2 separate regions of the Mus musculus genome follow, and region 2 is linked to region 1. Evidence: chromatin contacts called from public Hi-C data. All regions are on one chromosome and are shown on one strand. Each heading gives the region's core, a stretch centred on a gene start, on an enhancer-like site or on the middle of the called end of the contact. The rest is flanking DNA. Distances are from core to core; before and after follow the strand shown. Region 1 has its middle 20 kb from the start of Gm32677. Region 2 overlaps Gm33149 (a long non-coding RNA gene).

Region 1 (2,911 bases), core at 38-2,537:
TTCGAGTTGTAATTAAAGAGCAAATAGAGATATTTGCCTAGAGGACAGTGGGAGAAGTAGTCACGGAAGGGGGTAGCCTGGGCAAAGGGCACAGTCCTAAGGAGGAGCTTGTGGGTAGGGTGTGAGGGGTCATAGGGGGTAATGCTCAATGGTGTCACTGATAGACCCTCACCCTCACTCATGGGGGCAGTTCTGACCCAGAAAAGGGCCTGACTAGACTTTGGTGATTGACAGATGACTCTAGACATCCTGAAGCTGCTGCGCTGGAGGGAGGCGTGCAGAGACTCATGGGTAAGGAGAGCAGATCACCACTGTGACTGTACCACATGTAAGCACACACTGCTCCCTTCGCTGTGGAGTGGGACGGGGCTGCGTAAATGCTGTGTCTACACTGAGCACAGGTCTAAGATGTTCAGTTGGCTCTTTTTTTTTTTTTTTAAGACTGGGTCTTGTGTGGTTACAAGGCTGGCCTTGAACTTGCTGTGTAGGCAAGGATGGCCTTAAACTCATAATCCTCATGTTTCTGCCTCTAGTGTGATGGGATTACAGGCGTACATTTAGGTCTTATGATATAATTCAAAGCCTCAGAAAGCCAGGAAAACCTATTAAGACAAGGGAAGTCAGACACGGAGCAGTTTTTGGTTTCTTTGTGTACACATGTTATTTTTCTACATTCAGGCCAAAAGCTTTCAGGTTATTATTAGCCCATTTGAACATCTCACCAACATAAGGCTAATAACAATGTGAACTTGATTTTACTTTATGCACATTGGTGTTTTGCTTGCATGTATGTCTGTGTGAGGATGTCGGATCCCCTGGAGTTACTGACAGCTGTGAGCTGCCATGTGGGTGCTGAGACTTGAACCCAAGTTCTTTGGAAGAACAGCCAGTTCTCTTAACCACTGAACTATCTCTCCAGCCCCAACAGCGTGAACTTGTGTTAAACCCACTCTAACTGGGATTTAAGGAAGGCATTTCTAAAGGAATTCTCCAACAGGGCAAATGAGAAGGTTCAATTTCACTAAAAACCTGGACTTGATACATACATTTAGTTGTAGTTTTACAAATATGTTTGACAACCAAGCCCTAAAGACACATTTTGACTAAAGATTCCTTTGTCCTCAAAAGAAGGAAGGAAGGGAGGGTGCTGTTAAATCCAGGAGCTATTTTTTTCTGTTTTTGCTCTCACCTTCGCCATTTCTGTGGCTGAGACTCTGAACAGGGAGTGCTGGGGCAGATCCCCTCTAGCAATCCAACCAGGTCAAGGGTAACAGGCAGACAAGGAAAAACAAACATTTAAAGGCAACAATGTTGCAGAAATGAAGCCGGTGGGAGGGGTAAGCCAGACTCTTTTACTTTGACTGTGAGATAACGTCCTAACAGGTGCTGGGACTTAGGTCAACATTATTAATAGAATGGAAATTCTAATGGGAGCAGCAGAGTGATCCTGGGAGCTAAGCACTAAGACCCTGGTAAGGAGCAAATGGTCTCAAATATCCCCTTGTCACAGAAGGGGTCCTCGTCGCCAGCTACACCTCCCTCTCCTACCTCATTTACCTCAGTGTTAGGCATCACTTTATCCTGCCTTGAATGCTGTTTGGTTTAACTGGAATCTACCAACATACTTACCTACCTCGTCCCTCTATTGGGGTTGCTGCTGGTGTAGCATAGAAAGGCCTTTGAAACAAGCTGGTATGTTACTCCAAATATTTCCCAGCATCTAAGGCTTCTAGATAGCAGTTACCCATTGGAATGGCAGGTGAGGAGTGCTGGCTCCCGACAGCTTAGATTTCTGACTCTGCCTCTTAGGCATGTGGCCCAAGGATAGTTCTATCCTTCTCTGTCTGACTTTCTCCCAGCACATGAATGATGAACTTCTGCGGTTGTACTTTGATTTTTTATTTATTTTTGAAACATGGCTTCAGTCTTAGCCCAGGCTGGTAAGAACTCAGTACATAGCACAGGCTGGCTTAGAACTTTTGGCAATCCCTCTGTCTCAACCATTTGAGTTCTGGAATCACAGAGTTGACCCACCTTATCTGGCTTGAATGATGTACTTTTAAAACCCATAAAATGTGACTTCTGTTGTCTACTACTTAATATTGGGCCGCTACTGTTAACATGCGTTCACAGTTTCAAGATTATTACAAATGGGAAACTTCCTCCAGCTCATACCTGTGAGTGGCTCACCTTATTTTAACAGAGTAGAGCCAAGATAGTCTACAGAATCAGCAGTGTGATGGCTGAAGAGACCAAAGAACGAGCCATGGTTAGACTCCCCAATAAATGGTGAAGATGGGAGTGGTTTCTCACATGGCCTGTCAAGTTCACCCAGGACACATGGGTCTTCATTTGGATTAGAAGCATGTGTGTGTGTGTGTGTGTGTGTGTGTGTGTGTGTGTGTGTGTGTGTGTGTGTGTGTATAAGCACTATGAACAACGTGGGTGCACTATGGGCAGTATGGGAGCACTATGAGCAATGTGAGAGCACTATGAGCAATGTGGAAGCACTATGGGACTTGTGAGAGCACTATGGGAAGTATGGGAGTACTATAGACAAAGTGGGAGCACTATGGGATATGTGGGAGTACTATGGGCAATGATACACACGCAGGAGGGCAGCTTTCAAGGTGGATTGTTCTGGAAGGAGAAAGTGAATGAAAGCTGGGAGGGACTGGTGAGACTGTGGTGCTAAGCCCTGAACACTGTGCTAAAGGAGCTGGATAAGGTTCAGAAAGTAATGGTTCAGCCCCTGAAGAAACTATTGAAACTATTTAGGGCAGCACAGGGGCATATTTCTGTTTTAGAAAATCCACATCAATGGGGAACCTGCTGGATGGTAGGGATCGAAGGAGGAGATAAGAGCAGAGTTAAAAGGCTTTAATGCTATTTTAAGGGAAAACACGATATG
Region 2 (2,949 bases), core at 315-2,814, 310 kb after region 1:
AGGGGTTTGCACTAAGCCATACTATGGCTCCCTGCTTCCATTTCACCATGAAACACGCAGGAGTTACATTTGACAGGTGTGCATACGGTGTTCTGGGAACTCATGTCTTTGCCTTCCCTGAGGCTGGAATGACTTAGCTCTACTATGTGGAGTGGGCTTCCTCGGTTTCATCGTGAAGCCACGTGGGCCAAGATATCATGCAGCCTCTGTGACATATCTGTCCCACTTATGTCCATGGTGGCTCTCTGTCACTCAGCATGAAGTTACAGCTGTGCCCTGCTGTGAGACCCTTTCACAGTCCAGCATCCCAGCAGTTCTGCTAGACAGCCTTTGAAAGGCAACCTAGACAGGAGCTCCAGCGCAGCCTACCTAAGAAAGCTGGATTTAAGACAGGATTCCCTCGCTGACGAGGGGCTTGCTCTGGGGAGGAAACCAAAGCTTGGAGTGGTTTTAAAATTATCCCAATACTTTAGAAAATGTCAGGGGAAGCAATATTGGAAGGGTCCACTCTGATTTTAGTTTTTATCAACCATAAATATGGATGTATTTCCAGCCAAAAACAATAAAACAAAAAAACAAACAAAAAGATACCTAACCTTTATTCGAATTTCACTGTCTCATTTGGATAGTACAATAATTGAGTCCAGAGTTTTTCTTTTGGTTAGAAAGACTGTTCTTTGTGACTAATGCCAGCCTGCAGTAATGAAAAATTACATAAGGTCATCTCTTCCGGAAGCACTCGGAGTCTGTGCGTGCAGAAGTGACGGAGAAACTGTGATGCGTGGGGGATATTTCTGTTGTGGTAACAGCAGTCCTTCAACACATGCTGACTACGTGACAGACACTTCTAGCTCAAGGCCAGCTAAGGAGAGCAGCACGCAGGGCCTGCCTTTATAGGGATAATAGGTGAACCCACGTCCAGCTCCCAGCCTGCACTCTGGGCAACGTGCACACAAGTATACAAGCTGCATGCTCTGGAAGCATGGAGTAACGGTCACCTGGTACCTGGAGAATCTAGAAACTTCTCAGCAGAGCTGTGCTGTTTCCTGTGCATTGCTGCCCAAGACATGCTCTGAAGGCAAGCCTGCCCCACCTGTGCAGAACCAAGCTGGGATAAATTCCGCCATTCGGTTCTTCCAAAGTTTCTCAGCTGAAGACAGTGGAGGAGAGTGACTCTCTCACTGTGCACCTCATGCCTCTAAGTCATGCCCTGTGCGCTCTCCACAGTCTCTGGAGTGTCTGTTTTCCCGTTTGGGTTTTGGTGGTTAGGTGTGTTATATCTGCTTTAGTCTCCTCTGCCTGTCGTGTGTTCAGGCCCTGCAATGGCCTGGTTCAAATAGGAAGTGAGCCTGGAACCTTAGGGGACTGGGGCACTACAGGGAACCCGGGCTGAGTCCTGGGTTAGTTGGCCTTTGTCCTGGAGCAGTCAAATTACTTCAGCTATTTGGGAAGCCTCTGGCAGCAGATTCTGGAAAGCCACTGGAGCCGTCAGGATGACCCTTGTAGATCTTCTAGTGGCACAGCCAGGATCCTAAATTTAGTACCCTGTACTTTGTGAGGACATCGGGCTCCTGTCAAGTGTCCAGTGTGGCAACACAGTCCGTTTGTGTAAACCGAGAACTGGCAGGTGCTCAGATGTGGAGCCTGGCTCCTGAGGGAGGGATTTGCCAAGCAGCCAGGGCTGTCTTCCTGCCAAGGACTCCTATATTATAACTTGAAGGGTTTTCACTATGGCAGGTTTGCAGTCGACTTAGTTTTCTCTGTCCACCATAAAATGTAAAAGACCGAGGAGCCTTTTGGTCACTGCACAGTCAGGAGATCTTTCTGTTCTTACTTTTATCCGGGACTTATTCTCAGTGTTCTCTTTGTTTGCAGATGGCTCATCTGACCTTCACAGTGAAAGGAGCTTGCTATGTGCAGTGTGAAGGCTGTGATGGAGGCTGAAGACCTTTATCTAATCCAGTGTGTTAAATTTCAAAGCAGCACATATGGCCGAGGTGCCTATTTAACATATCAAAGTGGACCTGGCCTTCAGGATCTCCCAGCATCCCTCAGTCCCTACCTGTTACAGGGTAGTAGGACCAATCTTCAGTCTTCAAGTGAACGGCTCATGATTTTGAGTAAAAGGGACAGAGACGTATTTTCATCTGATGCTCAAGATATTTTACTTTTATTTTATGTATATAGATATTAATCTGTGTGTATATCTGTGCACACTATGTGTGCAGTGTCTGAGAAGGCCAGAAGAGGGCGTCAGGTTCTTTGGAACTGCAGTTGCTGGGCTACCATGTAAGGCTGAGACTTGGGTCGTCCGGAAGAGCAGCAAATGCTCTTTACCAACGAGCCCTCTCTCCAGCCACTTGAGATGCAATTTCAGTATAGCCGGATGCATCCTGTTGAGCCTTTAGTCTCTTCACCCCCTGCATGGCACATGTGATTGGTCCATTGCTGCTTTGGGGACTTGTCACAGACATTCTTAGTTTGACGTGTGGAACTATAGCTTATTTTCTGGGGGAAATGTGGAGAAAGCATTTTCCAGCAAAGTGCTTATATAAAGACTCATCGGGAAAGAGTCAGAGCAGTGCAGGGCGTCTCCCTGCCATGGGTTCCACCTCAAATCAGTGCACACTCGCAAACCAGCCTTGTGATGGATGAGCTCCAACACAGCTACTACAAGCCAGCTGCTGGGGTAGACAGACAGACAGACGTGTCAAACGTATGGTATACAAACATCTAACTTTTGTGTAGCCCACAACAGCTATTTTTAAGTTCCTGTAACTACCTTAGAACCCCATTTCTCTCACCTCCTTTTCCCCCCTCTCTACCTGGATGTCAATCATTCCTGACCCCAGCTCTCTCACCTTTTCCCCCCTCTCCCCAGAGATCGCTCATTCCTGACCCATTTTCCTGCTGGACTGCTTCTGTCTCTCAGAAGACTCTCTCTGATAT

The links. A called contact is a pair of places that touch in the nucleus more often than the background predicts.
Region 2: a contact with region 1 is called in a Hi-C map of liver, with 4 times the contacts expected there. The contact joins two enhancer-like sites. A contact is called at or near these places in 1 of 484 Hi-C or Micro-C datasets (liver) and 1 of 9 other capture datasets (embryonic stem cells).

Annotation. Positions count from the first base shown.
Region 1 is chr15:96,856,649-96,859,559 of GRCm38.p6, forward strand. No RefSeq gene overlaps it. Among named protein-coding and RNA genes, the nearest start is that of Gm32677, 20 kb to the left of the region's middle. Within about 2 kb of position 1,288, at least 10 of the 459 cell types and tissues checked have an H3K27ac peak or open chromatin away from gene starts, as enhancers often do. A contact at or near this core is called in liver, where this site is marked.
Region 2 is chr15:97,168,722-97,171,670 of GRCm38.p6, forward strand. The region is part of intron 1 of Gm33149 (a long non-coding RNA gene); the gene reads left to right. Among named protein-coding and RNA genes, the nearest start is that of Gm32885, 3.0 kb to the left of the region's middle. Within about 2 kb of position 1,565, at least 10 of the 459 cell types and tissues checked have an H3K27ac peak or open chromatin away from gene starts, as enhancers often do. A contact at or near this core is called in liver, where this site is marked.